2 separate regions of the Mus musculus genome follow, and region 1 is linked to region 2. Evidence: chromatin contacts called from public Micro-C data. All regions are on one chromosome and are shown on one strand. Each heading gives the region's core, a stretch centred on a gene start, on an enhancer-like site or on the middle of the called end of the contact. The rest is flanking DNA. Distances are from core to core; before and after follow the strand shown.

The links. A called contact is a pair of places that touch in the nucleus more often than the background predicts.
Region 1: a Micro-C map of the G1E-ER4 cell line shows a contact between it and region 2, with 5 times the contacts expected there. The contact joins two enhancer-like sites. A contact is called at or near these places in 4 of 39 promoter capture datasets (the C10 cell line, the HPC-7 cell line, cranial neural crest and 1 more), 1 of 484 Hi-C or Micro-C datasets (the G1E-ER4 cell line), 1 of 115 datasets of contacts at active chromatin or transcription factors (bone marrow-derived macrophages) and 1 of 9 other capture datasets (embryonic stem cells).

What each region holds. Positions count from the first base shown.
Region 1 is chr2:102,358,584-102,365,702 of GRCm38.p6, reverse strand. The region is part of intron 2 of Trim44 (tripartite motif-containing 44); the gene reads left to right. Among named protein-coding and RNA genes, the nearest start is that of Gm52521, 4.1 kb to the left of the region's middle. Within about 2 kb of position 2,987, at least 10 of the 459 cell types and tissues checked have an H3K27ac peak or open chromatin away from gene starts, as enhancers often do. A contact at or near this core is called in the G1E-ER4 cell line, where this site is marked.
Region 2 is chr2:102,033,773-102,040,221 of GRCm38.p6, reverse strand. The region is part of intron 4 of Ldlrad3 (low density lipoprotein receptor class A domain containing 3); the gene reads left to right. Among named protein-coding and RNA genes, the nearest start is that of Gm39888, 45 kb to the right of the region's middle. Within about 2 kb of position 2,786, at least 159 of the 459 cell types and tissues checked have an H3K27ac peak or open chromatin away from gene starts, as enhancers often do. A contact at or near this core is called in the G1E-ER4 cell line, where this site is marked.

The DNA.
Region 1 (7,119 bases), core at 1,738-4,237, 330 kb before region 2:
ATCATCACTCCATCCTGTCCCCTTTTCCCACCCTCACCCTGTTAAAGCTTTCAACTCCAGTATCTCTCCACCTACTCTCATCTTGTGCTCGCCTCTCTCCTTACCCAGTCATGGTATCCTTTTAGATTCCTGAGCTCCATAGATATTAATAAATTATACACACACAACTAAAAATTCAAGCTAAGATCTACATATGAGAGAGAACATGTGGTGTTTGTCTTTCTGGACCTGGGTTAAGAGCTGAGTCCTTTTTCGTCTTCAGCAAATAGAATAGGCCTTCTTTCTCTATGCAAATGTAACATGCTCAAAAATAGTATAAATTCTGTGCCCACAAACTTGTAGTGTCATTTTCTACCTCCCACTTCATTACCAGTAGCTGTCTCTCTAGTTTATGCTGTGTTCAGGTGGAGCAGAAACTGGAAAACAAGACAGACTAGGATAGAAGCACTCTTCTTAGTTTTTATAGGTCCCACATGTCTCTCGAGACTGTCTACTTTTATATTCCCGTAGTGCAGGTCACCCTCAGAAGTGATGCTCAGCAGTTTGTGACTGTGGCCTCTCTTACTATTCTGGGGTCAGGCAAAGAGAGAAAGAAGCATCTTAAGAGCAACTGTCAATGTCAAGTCAGTGCGAACACAGCATCCCCTGTGAACTGTTTGGTGTTGCATCCATTTCAGTGTATGTCACTGGCTTACACATCAAGTTGTCAAGATAATAAAGTCACAGCAGCTGACAACAGGACAAGCAGTCCCACAAGGAGAAGATGCTTGGCAGAAATGCTGCATCCATAGTGGTTAGATGTTCATGTCTCTCACTAAAGGCTGCTTTGACAGTGACTGTTTCTCAGCTGCCTGGAGTGGACAGTGCTCTTCACTTCTCAATTTCATCAGCAGATTCACTCATGTGCTTATCAGGCCTTGTCAGGTACCTGAACCTCCAAGCCACATTGGCCTCTGATACGGATACACAGGGCATGTTTATGTTGAGGAAGGAGAGCTCTGGGAAAGAGGAAGAAGCAAAGTGCCAGATGCAAGAAAGCTTTAAAACTCAGGGCTCAAAAACGAGAATTCACAGGTTAGGGAAGCAGTAAATACTAGAGGAAGGATGGACTACTTTTGATTGAATTTTTGGGTTATTGTCCATGAGAATGTGCTTTGAAAAGTTAGAGATATAAATCAGATGAAAACTATCAAAGCTAAGGTTTTGCTTCTCATGTGGTGAGATTGGGGACTATATATAGTCACTAAGATTGAAAGGTTCAAAGGTGACATTGGAAGTCAAGGTCAGATAGCTAAGAATTCAGGGCCAAGGAGACATGAGTAAAGATTTAAGACATGGTTGAAAGTACAGTAGGATTCTAAGTATGGGCTCACATCAAATGCCCTGTGACTTAGAACTTTTAGAGAGTTGGTCATGGGCAGGGATGGGATTAAGTTAAAGGGCTAAAATAGAATAGGCAGGGGGGGGGGGCTGAACTGGAGGGCTGAAGTGTGGGTCTGGGTGTCTACTGAAACCCACTGGAGGGAATGCTAAAGAGAGTAGGGGGTTTTCATAGGGAGGAGACACCGCCAGCTGTACTGTAGAAGGTAAGGGTAGTGTGGCTTCATTCAGAACCAGCTGCCTACCACTGTATGTAAGACCCAGAGATTAGGAGGGAGGAGAAGAAAATAAAACTGACTAGTGCGAGTATCCTGGATGCCTGCCTAAATGCCCTTACTTTGAACAGAGGTGGGAGGGCACATCAGCGTTTTATGGAAAAATAAGATAGATAGAAGGCAAATTATGTACTCAGACTATGCAAATTTGAACTCCAGCCATTTACTTGGGGCAGAGTTAATTTCTTTCCTTACCTCAGTTTCTTCATCTGTAAACTAAATAAAATGATAGCTTCCTCACAGTGAGGTACCTAGTGTGATGGCTAACTGAAGAAATACACACATCGAGCTTCTGATAGTCCTTAACACAAGAAAGACTGGGGTGTGTGTGTGCAAAACGTAGGCATGGTAAGGAGGAGTTAGTGGTGATTCAGCTTGAAGTGTGAGGCTTTAAGTACTAGAAAAGTACCCAGATAGAGAGGGTCATGCGTCAAGAGGAACACTAAGATGGGTTGCCTGGAGAGAAAATCCAGGCGTAAAGGGCCTTCTCCAAGGTTGTGATAATTGCATTCCAAAGATGGGATGAAATTGCTAAAGCAGAGTCTAGTGCTTCTCATTACTTGCAGCAATGTCCAGACACTTGATTGCCACAGCTGAGGTAGGGAGGATACTGCTGGCCATCATACAATGCCTTAGCATCTCCCAACAGCAAGGAATTACTACCTCTGAATGCCAGTGGTGCAGGGTTGAAAACTCTCAATCATAGTGATGTGTGAATAATGTGTGGCATTGCCAAGATGAAGTTGGTAATGAGGGAGCTAGAGAAGTGTCACAATTGTGAAAGAATTCAGACTAAGGGCATAGCTCCAATTCTATAGACAGTTCAGTGGGAAGCAATATGAAATTGGTGACTAATGTATTCCTTAATGGTGGGGAAGAAAGGGCTGCATGTATTACATGTCTTGATAAAGTTTGGTTAAAGCTAGGAGAGATGGGTGGTACTGATGGGCAGCATTAGCATAGGAAAAGGTTCTTCTGTGGTTTCTATACTTCTTATTTGTGCCGTGTCACCACAACTGCTGATTTGTACTCCATTCCCCTGAAGAGGGAAGCTGCTTATTTGGGTATCAAATGTGTTCAGAGACAAATCTGGATTGGTTTCAGTTTATACAGTTATATCATTTTAAAAGAAAACTATATTTGGGGTTTATTTTTTGTAAGAAAAAAATGAGTCTCTAAAATGTTTATTGACAGTCAAAGTCAGCTAGTTGTTCAGTTGTGAAAGGCAAGGCTGACTTAACATTCAGCGTCTCTGACCTTCCTCCTGTGGGTTTTCAGGGTAGAATGTGGCATGGAGCGGTTGTCACTGCTTTTGGAACAGGATGACTAGAGCTGAATCTTTGGCTTTACTGTTGTTACCAGCTGTGTAATGCTGCTTATTAGAGACAAGCACTCTATTACTGGGCTGTATCCCTACACGAAGACTTGAAACATCACTGTACTTAACGTCTTCTCAGATGTTCTCAACATCCCAGTGCAAAACCCAAGAAAGTCAGGCTTAAAACTAGGTTATGGGAATGGCTTTACTAAGAATGTTGATGATGGAATGTAGTTCAGAGTTCACATCTGCTGTGTTTCTAAACTGCTTGGTAATTTTCCCAGCCTAAGAAATGCTTTGTTGTTTAATTCATAAACAAGCTTTTTCAGTCATATATGAAAACATGGACTTGTGTGATCTTGACATTGAAAGAGGCCTACTTCTCTGGAATACATATTTATTTATTTAGGAGTACATCTTTATTAAGCCATATATATTATTATTATTGTTCTTTTTAATATGTCTTCTCTAATTAGTAAAAGGAAATAAAACCTTACTCTTCTATAGTTCAGCTAGCAAGGCGTTAATAGCTTCTAGTTCATGTCAGATACTTTGAGTGGATATTGTTTTTGAATACAAGCTTCTTTTTTTCTTTTCTTTTCTTTTCTTTTTTTTTTTTTTTTTTTTTCGGTTTTTTGAGACAGGGCTTCTCTGTGTAGCCCTGGCTTTCCTGGAACTCACTTTGTAGACCAGGCTGGCCTCAAACTCAGAAATCTGCCTGCCTCTACCTCCTGAGTACTGGGAATAAAGGGGTGAGCCACAACGCCTGGCTGAATACAAGCTTCTTAATTCAAGATTTTATGTGTTCAAATATGTGTATGTAAAGTGTCTGTGTCAGTGTACATACCTCTTGGATCTAGTCTAGCTAAGAAATATTAAATACAAGCACATAATAATATGTCATGGGATAAGATTTAACATCTTTAAGATGTAAAATCTTTATCCTGGTAAGGGACCTTAAGAGAACTGTCCTATTAAATATGGAAATAACTCAGTAAAAATTGCTAGATGCTAGAACTCCATTGCTAGATGTGATGGCGCATGCCTTTAATCCCAGCACTCAGGAGGTAGAAGCAGGCAGATTTCTTTGAGTTCTAGAACAGCCAGGTCTACGAAGAGACCTGCCTCAAATAAATTATCTAGAAGGACCTTGAGCAGTTCAAAAGTGATCAATAGAGACAGATATTATAGCAGAAAACATGTGTTACTGGACCAAACTTGACATTATGACTGTTCTTCCCCAGCGCTTCTCTTATTAACCTATAAAACAAGGTTGCCTGTAGATATTCACTGTTGTTTTCTGACCATACACAAATAACCACCAATGTTTCCAAATTATAAACAATGCTGTGTTTAAGTATTAACATTGCACCCTAATGCAGCTGTAACCAGATAGAAGATTATGTCCATAAAGTAAGCACTAAGGGTTTTGGCAAATTGGAAACCAGATGACCAAAGAGAACATGCTCCTTTTAAGTTTCCTTTGTGTTAAGAACCAAGTCTCTCAGGTAACATTTTCCTGGAGACACTCAGTGCCCTAGTAAGTACGTACGTCAAAGGAGGGGGACATAATTTTCTCTTAATTAAGTAGTTCCATCTTGGTTTAATTAGCCTCTGAGATTCCACACTCAGTTTGTTTGGAGAAGCTTGACTGTTTAGTAGATCCTCTCTAGAAAGAAGCTTCCTGATCACACTTCCACCATTCTGGGTATCTACCGTTCTTCCTTGACTTTGTAGAATTTTCCCTTTTTATTGACATCACATATAGTGAGACTATTATTGACATTTCTGGAGAACTTTAGGGCAGGCTGAAAAAGCACCAAGAAATGCATGCAGAAATAAAACCTGAGGTTTCCAGATAATAGGAAGCAGCATGAAGGGCTTATTGCTTTTTGAGAACTGTGGCTTTAGCAGGATATTTTCGATGATGAGGTGAAATAGAACTGGAAGGAGGTTTAGAAAGCAGGAAGTCTTGTACAGAACACTCCTCCTTCCGCATGTCCTCTCCCAGGGAGGCTATTCCGTAGGCTCTGAAGTAAAGTGAAGGCCTTGACTCAGAAGTTATTTCTCAGAACTTTGAACTAGGTTGAAGAATATCTATCTGTTACATGATATAAATGGAAGTCGGAGGACAGTATAAAGGCTTGATAGACTATTCTGCTCTCTACTCTTATTTTTTACTTCCTTTATATAAGATGAAGTGTCTTGTTGAAGAAGTATTTAAAGTAATAGGAAATGAGGAATTTAATTATTAAAGCTTAGGATTAATTTGCCTTTCCTCTGATCCAGTTTCCCACTTGTGATACCAGCTTCCTAACTTTAAACCACATGTGTATGTGAGGTCTAGTCAAATAGATCGCAGTCCATTTATATCATGATTGCCATTTTCAGTCACTTGGAGTTGAAAAATATTTAAAAAGAGTACCAGGCATTTCTTAGTAAAAACTTCATAGATTTGGTTTCTGAGAGAAGTGTCGAGGTCAGTTAACAGTTTATTTTAACAGTAGAAATGTACTGATAATGCTTATTATAGCAGCACTAACATACATGACAATAGAAATATAAGAGAATCATGTAACCACAAATCCTAGTTCCCAATTTTGTAAATTCATTAGGGAAATTAATACTATTTAAGATTTCCCCTCCTCTTTTCTCAAGCACCAGGGAGAGCACCTGTAGAGACGTTTTGAATTCTGGAGGCTTAGATCACTTAACCAGTTGGTGTGTCCCTGACTACTTGGCATAAAGGCATTCTTTTGCTTTGGCATCCTTATGGAATTGTTACAAAGGCTGCTTAAGAACTCACCAATCTTTATTCACTTTCTAATGAGCTAATTAAAAAGGGCCTCACCTACTTTTAGGCTTTTTGTTCCTCGGGTTTTTCCTTCATTTTTTTCCCAGTTTTATTTCTCCCCCTGCTAGACTTCTATGAAAAAAGGACCAGGCTGGGACCAAAAAGATTGGACTCTCTTCCTCTCCTATAAGTGTCTGTTTCCTATCTATAAAAGTAGTTCACTTAGTTGGTAACTACCTGTTCTTCCCACACCCTTTTTTGATGGTCCTTTTTTTCTGTTATGTGTAGTTCTACTTCTTCATTGTGCTGTGCATGTGTGTGTTACATGTGTATGTATGTGCAGTTGTGCAGATACTAAAGGTTGATGTGCAATGTCTCTTAATTTTTCTTTTTCAAATGTAATTTTTCATGAGTATTGTATATAATGTGCAAACTTGTGTATGTGCATGTTTGCATGTATATAGACACGTGTATATGCAAATGGAGGCCCAACATTGACATGAGAATTCTTTTTCAGTCTTGCATTCCTTTATTCATTGAAACAAGGTTTCTCGATTGAACTCAAAGCTTGCAGATACAGTTATATTCTAGTTTCACCTTCCAACCTTTAAATTACAGATGGGCTGCTATGCTACCTTTTGCTGAACTTGGAGCTTATCCTTTCTCTAATGCTCATTGGCCAGTGAGCTCCAGGTCTGTTCGTCTTCTCTGCGCCAGCCACCTCTGCTCCTGCCCCAGCACTGGGGTTGCTAATGCACACCATTGCACCCATTTTTTATGTGAGTGCTGGAACTAACAATCCAGGCCCTTGAGCTCACACAGCAAGCACTTTACCAAATAAACCATCTCCTGTCTCCTCCTCAGGTGTGCATAGGAATAGTTATTTTAAAACACCTGTGATCTGGGGGTGTAGCGCAGTAGTAGACCGTTTACCCTGCATGTGTGAGTGCCTTGGTTTGATCCTCAGCACCACAAAAAAAAGCAAAGCAAAACAAGAAAATACAGTTTTTAAAATAACATGCTTGCAAAATATAGTTATTGTCAAGATTTGGAGTATTTATAAGTTCTTATTTTCGAAGGTTTTTAATACAGCCTCAGCTACAGGTGTGTGCGTGTATATTTGGTGCATAGTTGTTGTAAAATAAGACAATAACATTTTTTGCTTACTATATTGAAAAATGTAAAACTGTGATATTAACCAGTATTGATTAAGGTTATAGAGAAATGCTTCCTTTCACAGATGGTTGTATAATTGCTACATCCTTTACAGAAAGTAGTTTAGCAGCATCACTCAATAATTTTAGAGTATATATAAAATGGCTTAGTGACTTAAGAGGTCTCAGAAGACGCCC
Region 2 (6,449 bases), core at 1,537-4,036:
CTGCCATTAGCATCACACACACACACACACACACACACACACACACACACACACACTGTAAGCTTCTAAGGAAGCCATTCTTATCACTAAGACCCCTCTATTTATAGAGGGGGAAAATGAGCTGTAGGGACATGATGGGACTTGTGTAAAGCCATTAAGCAGATGACAGAGCCTTACTCTGTGACTCAGCTAAGCCCCCAGCTACTGCTGGACAAAGTACCTGCCATGCATCCCAGTATCTTGCAGCCTGGTTTGGGTGGGAAGGGCACACAGGAAAGTACAGGCTTATAAGATGATGTTGAAAGCAAGGGTTGGGTTGAACCTTTTGCCAAATCCATCCGGAGTCTGGGAGTAGCTGTCAAGGCAATGGTGCTCAACGTGGGGTTGGGGACCCAATTCAGCTCTGTTTATAACTCAAGGGGGAACAGTCCCATACTTCAGTCTCTCTTTAAAATGGGAACTAGACTTGTCCCATTTTTCATTGTGACTGTTGAAATAAGGGTAAGGAGACTGACCTGACCGTAGAGTAGGTCCTGTAACACATCCCAGCAGTCATTCGTTGTAGTGTGCTTGCTTGCTGCTGTTGTGAAGACTATTGTTAAGCAGGAAGCAGCTTAGATGCAGGTGATCCAGCCCCAGACAGAGACACCCATAACCCAGTGAAAGTGATGGGTGAACAAAACATTTCCTGCCCAGCTGCTTCTCCTTACACCCCACCCCATAGCAGAGTGGGCAGGCAGGCAGGCAGGCAGGCCATATGCAGCACATACCACTAGGCACTTGCTTCCCCTTTCTGTTTTCTTTACTCTTTTGAGTAAGGGAGGGGTTGCTGGGAATAGAACGCAGGACCTAGGACTCCTAGCCCCAATGGGTGTTAGTATATGTTTTATCAGCCTGTTGCACCCAGTCTGTAGCAGGGCTCCTTTCTGCCACAAGTAGCTCCAGTCTGTAAACCGGGCTCAGCTCTGTCCTACCTCCATTGCCTCCACGCTGTATCACTGTCCATCTTTGGAGAGTGATAGGTATGCACGCTGGCTCAAGAATGTCTTAACTTTCTGCTCATACCATATTCCACAGATGCTTTGGCTAAGCCAAGTCATGTGGTCAAGCCCTAGCCTAGTGGGGTGTGGAAATAGGAAATAACTCTGTTTCTAGTAAGAAAAACTGGGGCTCGAGAGATGGCTCAGTGGTTAAAAGAACTGACTGCTCTTCCAGAGGTCCTGAGTTCAATTCCCAGCAACCACATGATGGCTCACAACCATCTACAATGCCCTCTGCTGGTGTGTCTGAAGATAGCTACCGTGTACTATTATACATAAAAGAAATAAATAATTCTTTAAAAAATAAAAAAGAAAGGTGGCTTGGCCAAGCTTGTAGTCACAGAACGGGGATGAATCATTGGGAGTAGGATTGTAGAAAATTGGGGGAAGGGGGACCCTTAGCCAGAAACACTGGCCCATTGCTCAGCTGTTGTTTTATCTTCTGGGAGACCAGCCAGACTGAGGCCCGTTTCTGTCCAAGCACCTGACTAAGGGAGAGTCTGTGCCAGCCACCCAGCCTCCCGCAGTCTGCTGAGGCTCTGGCTGAAGCAGGCATTGCCTTTTATCCAGCCTGCTTCTAACTCATTATTTACATAGACTATAAAATAATGCTTAACTCTAAATTACCGCAAGTCAGAGCCTCGAGTGAGGCTAGCTAGACCTTCCCAGATGAAAGCCGACTAAATACAATAGGGAGGGAGGAGGACAGCCACAAATAAAATGTCACTGAGTGCCTAATGATAGAAGGCTATGCGACAGCCTGCGTAATTGGGCAAAGTGGCTGATGGCAACAGCTGGCGGGGTTAGCTGGTCTTCGGTTCTATTTATGTGTTTATCTGCTGCCTGTCACCATAATGGCCACAAGCAGTATTGATCACAGATTAATTTTGCCTCATCCCTTCTGTTTCTCAGCTCTACCCTTATCAGGCTCACCTCCTCCCCTCAAATAGACATCCAAATGAATATGTGGGGTAACCTGAAGTTTAGGGGCACAGTCTGTCTACCAGGGAATGTAAAAGCAAGACCTCCTGTGACCCTGGCACTATCCTAAGAGGCCTTAAATCTTCTAATATGACAGCCTTATGAGTTGGATATCATTGCTGCTGTTTTACAGATGCAGCCAGGGACTTAGCTACTTGATGGAAGCCACCCAGGTTGGGACTGCTGTAACTATGCCTTATTGGGCTCTGCAGATGTTTAGATATCTCAACACATGTCCTAGAATCAGAACTCTTTCTTTAAAACTTATTTTGTAGCATTTGTGTGTGTGTGTATACATATATATTATATACATATATATGCATACATGTATATATGTATGAATAAGAGAAGCAGAGTAAAAAATTCTTTTTACTCTACCTACCTTTCTCCTGAAGAACTAACACCCATTGGTTCGCCCAGGGTAGGTTGGTCAGTGAACCCCAGGAATCCTCCTGTCTTTACCTCCCAATTTCTGGGACTATAAACATTCACCATCACACTTTTTCTTTATATAGGTCCGAATGCTTGCAAACCTAAATCACTCCCCCGCCCCCGTGGCCGTACTTTTCACTGTGAACTACACAATGCCCTTTTAGTCTCTCAGCTACGTGTGACCTCCACTTCTCCCACAGCGAAAAATCTCCTTTCTGTTTCTCAGACTCGCCATGCTCTTGCCTCAGGGCCTCTCCGGGTGCTCCTACCTCTGCCCTGCTCACCTGGGTCACACAGGCTGCCCTGCCTCACCGTGAACCTTTTGCAGTTGAACCTGTGTGCCTGCCTCCTCGTGTGTCTTAGACAAAGGCAGCAGAGAGCAAGCGCTCTGTGCATGGGCTGCTGGAGCCTCTGTTCAGATCCCAGCTGTACTGCCTGTGTCGATTGTGGGACCGTAGGCAGGAGACTTCCTCTTTCTGTCCTCCGTTTCCCATCTGTAAAAGAGAGATAAGCACAGAGTTGCTAAGCAGTGAATTAACTAATACATGAAAGTCCCCTCTGCACAGAGTGACCCACGGCGCGCCCTGAGCAGATGGTAATTGCTATTACTGTCATCATTAATAAGATTATTATTGTTAGCCCAGATTGGGGAGTCACTGACGATGGAAGAGGCAGACAAATCAACTTCTGGAAAAGGGGAAACGGAGTCTTCAGCTGGCCAGTGGGGGGCGTGTAAGCTGTGCACTGAGGTCCCTGCTGGGCGTGAGGGGCTTCTTCTGGTGACATAGCAAGCACAGGTTGTTCCCTCCTCTTAGCATTGAAGTGTGCAGGTGTGGGAAGCCCCTCTTTGTGCCCCTCCATGGGCTTAGAGAGACGTGCAGTGGATAGAGTAGTGTTTTCCTACTGGGCACGGTAATCCCACGCCTCATAAATCTTGTGGCTAGCAGAGCAGCTCCATGATCCTGTTCTGTGTTCTCCAGTAGTCCCCAGTCAGTCTCTGACAGAAAGCCACTTCTTTTTTGAAGCAGACAGAGAAGCCATAGCTTATGTCTAACCAGAGACAAACGAGGTCACTTTATAGAGTGTCGTGGAACCCAGTCAGTGTATCCCTGTGGACACGCACAGTGCCTCTCCTCAGACTCACATACAGGAGCATGTGGAACCTAGCGCTCTGCTCTATAGAGCCTCACGGATTCCTTAGGATGCCCTCATTCTTTCCCCTTTGCTCCAGGCTCCGCACATCAGTTCATCTGCTGGCCTCAAGCCGGAGCATTCACACGTCATCCCTGAGAGGCATGGATCTGCTCTTGGGCTCCATTGGCTCTATTCACCCTGTTTCCTGTTCCTAAATCAAGGCTGAAACTACATAGAACAAAGCTGCCCTGTAACCCAGAGGGACCACCCAATGTAGTCACAGTAGGCAGATTTCTCATTAAAGTCAAGAAGCTATGGGAAAGACCCTGTCAGCCAGTACCATCATAGACTCTTCCAGAATGTCCCAATACAAGAATGTAGGGGTTAGGGGGTGAATGCTGATCTCCAGAAAAGCTGGCTGCAGGCTGTGTCAAATTTAGACAGCAAGGTATGACACGCGGGTTATCTAGCCAGACTTCCAACTTTGCTTTCATCCACAGGTGCAGTGATAAGATGCTGGGGTGGGCACTAGGTTGCCATTTGGGCTTTAGTCTCTGTAAGGCCAGTGTTCTAGGTAATCTATGGCATGTCTCTGTCTTTCGTTTCCTCTTAAATTTCTACTGGAAAGAAGAAAGAACTCTGTGTAGTCACAGTCCACAAAGGACTCACATATAAAGGACATAGGATAGTTGAGATAATTTGGACACTTGTAACCATTCCACAGCTAGGTCCAGTGCTTACACAATGTGTCCTGGGAGCTTCCCTCTGCAAACAGAAATTTAAGGGGCCAGCCAGAGGGAAAAAAACACTGGACTGTCGGTAGTGATTATCTCTGTTGGTGACTGCTGAAAATTTTTATATCTGATTGTATTCCTTAATACCAAGCAGAGTTCTTTTGTGTTTTGAAAGAAAGATTTGCATTTAAAAATAAAGGCCAGGGCCTGGACACGTAGCTCAGTTGATAGACTGACTGCTTGCATAGCTTATGGCCCTGAGTTTGTTCAGCAGCTGCCATAAACCAGGCCCACGTCTGTGAAGCCAGCACCCAGGAGATGGAGGCAAGAGCGTCAGAAGTTCAAGGTCTTTCTTGGCCACATAGGGAGTTCAAGGTTGGCATGGTTACATGATACCCTATCTCAGAAAAACCCAAAAATGAGTAAAGGCTAGATTCCTGAATGTTTCTCATCCTGATCTGAACAAAGAAGACACAAACAGCCATTAGGAGCTAAATATATAGGTCTTAAGGAATATCTTTATTTTATGATTTATTTGTATTCATTAAACATTAACAAGACTGCAAGCTTGCCTATGGATCTGGGATGGCTGAGCGGAGGTTTGAAAGACGGTCAGCTGTGAATAATTTATTCTGAAAATCACAGAAAATAAAGTAGCACTTGGGAGGAGGAGATTTTGCACTGATATGTTTGGATTTATACAGTACATGCTGTCTAATCCTGGGAGAGTTCCTTTCATATCTCTCTCTGTGCCTTCGTTTCCCCATATGTAAGAGAAAAGTGAACTAGCCTCAGTTATTATGAGAATAAAAAGCTTAACAACAATCTTGAATTCAAGAATAAGGCCAGGGCCAGGCGGTGGTGGCTCGTGCCTTTAATCCCAGCACTTGGGAGGCAGAGACAGGCCGATTTCTGAGTTCAAGACCAGCTTGGTCTACAAAGTGAGTTTCAGGACAGCCAGCCAGGGCTATACAGAGAAACCCTGTTTCAAAAAACCAAAAAAAAAAAAAAAAAAAAAAAGAAAGAAAAGAAAAAGCATAAGGCCAGATGCCTTAGATGCCTTATTATGCCATAAACTCAGGCCACGTCCCCGTTTGCCTGGAGATGCTTAGGCTTCGGACGTGCTCTATGGCCTCACATCAGAAGTAGCAGTAGCAACAGCAGCATTGAGATAATAAATTGGTGACGGTGCCTCGACTTCTAACCACATCTGAGTCACCACGCTGGCTTCTTAATTAGGTCGCCCACTTGCGCCTTGTCTGACTCATAGCCGTCCATATAACTTGCCTTCTCTTTACACATTGGGGTGCTTAGGTTCAGAAGGGTCACACCCTGCCCAAGATCACACAGCTTGTCACACATTCACGCTCATTCCAAAGCCCATGCTTGGACGCACTTGCCTGTCACGCTTACATTTTACATCTGCCTGCAGGTGTCTAAAGCACACACTTGCCTTGCTTTTGCTACCTCGAAGGTCTGGGTGGGGTGTTTTAGTGCCCTTCAAAAATATATCAGAATGTGTCCAGCTGTTTCCCCATGTGTTGGAGGAAGGAGAAGTATCCGAGGTAGCAGAGAGCTGGAGTTCCTTGCTGTTACATATTGATAGCAGAAGGCTTTTTATTTAAAGGAAATTGAGACCAATTATATGGCTTGCAATTAAACTCAGAAAGGGAATTGAAAGATGGAGAATTAATTTCCTGTTTGTTTGTGATACAGTATCTAGGCAAACAGTTAATCAGCACTTGTATCAACACCCACCCCATAGGGCTCAGCCCTGTAAGTGCAGCCTCCTCTGCCTCCCCCGAGAACACTGGTCCATCTTACACAGTTAGCACTGCCTTGCTCGGCCTTGCTCTGTGCCAGGTGCTTGACAAATGCAGATTCCTAAGTCACCGTGCACAGATGCTCGGCTAGGGCCTGGGGGGTTGTGATGTCACAGAAATCATTACATCCTAAGAGCAGCAGCAGCAACACATAGCAGACACGTGTGGTCAGACTTACACAAAGAGCAGCTTCAGGTGTGATGGGCAGTAGTAGGCAGAGGCCAAGGTTGGCCCTGAGAGACCATGCTGGGCCTCCACTTTTATAACCAAATGAAGGACACGGAGGGCAAATGCCAAGTCCTGTG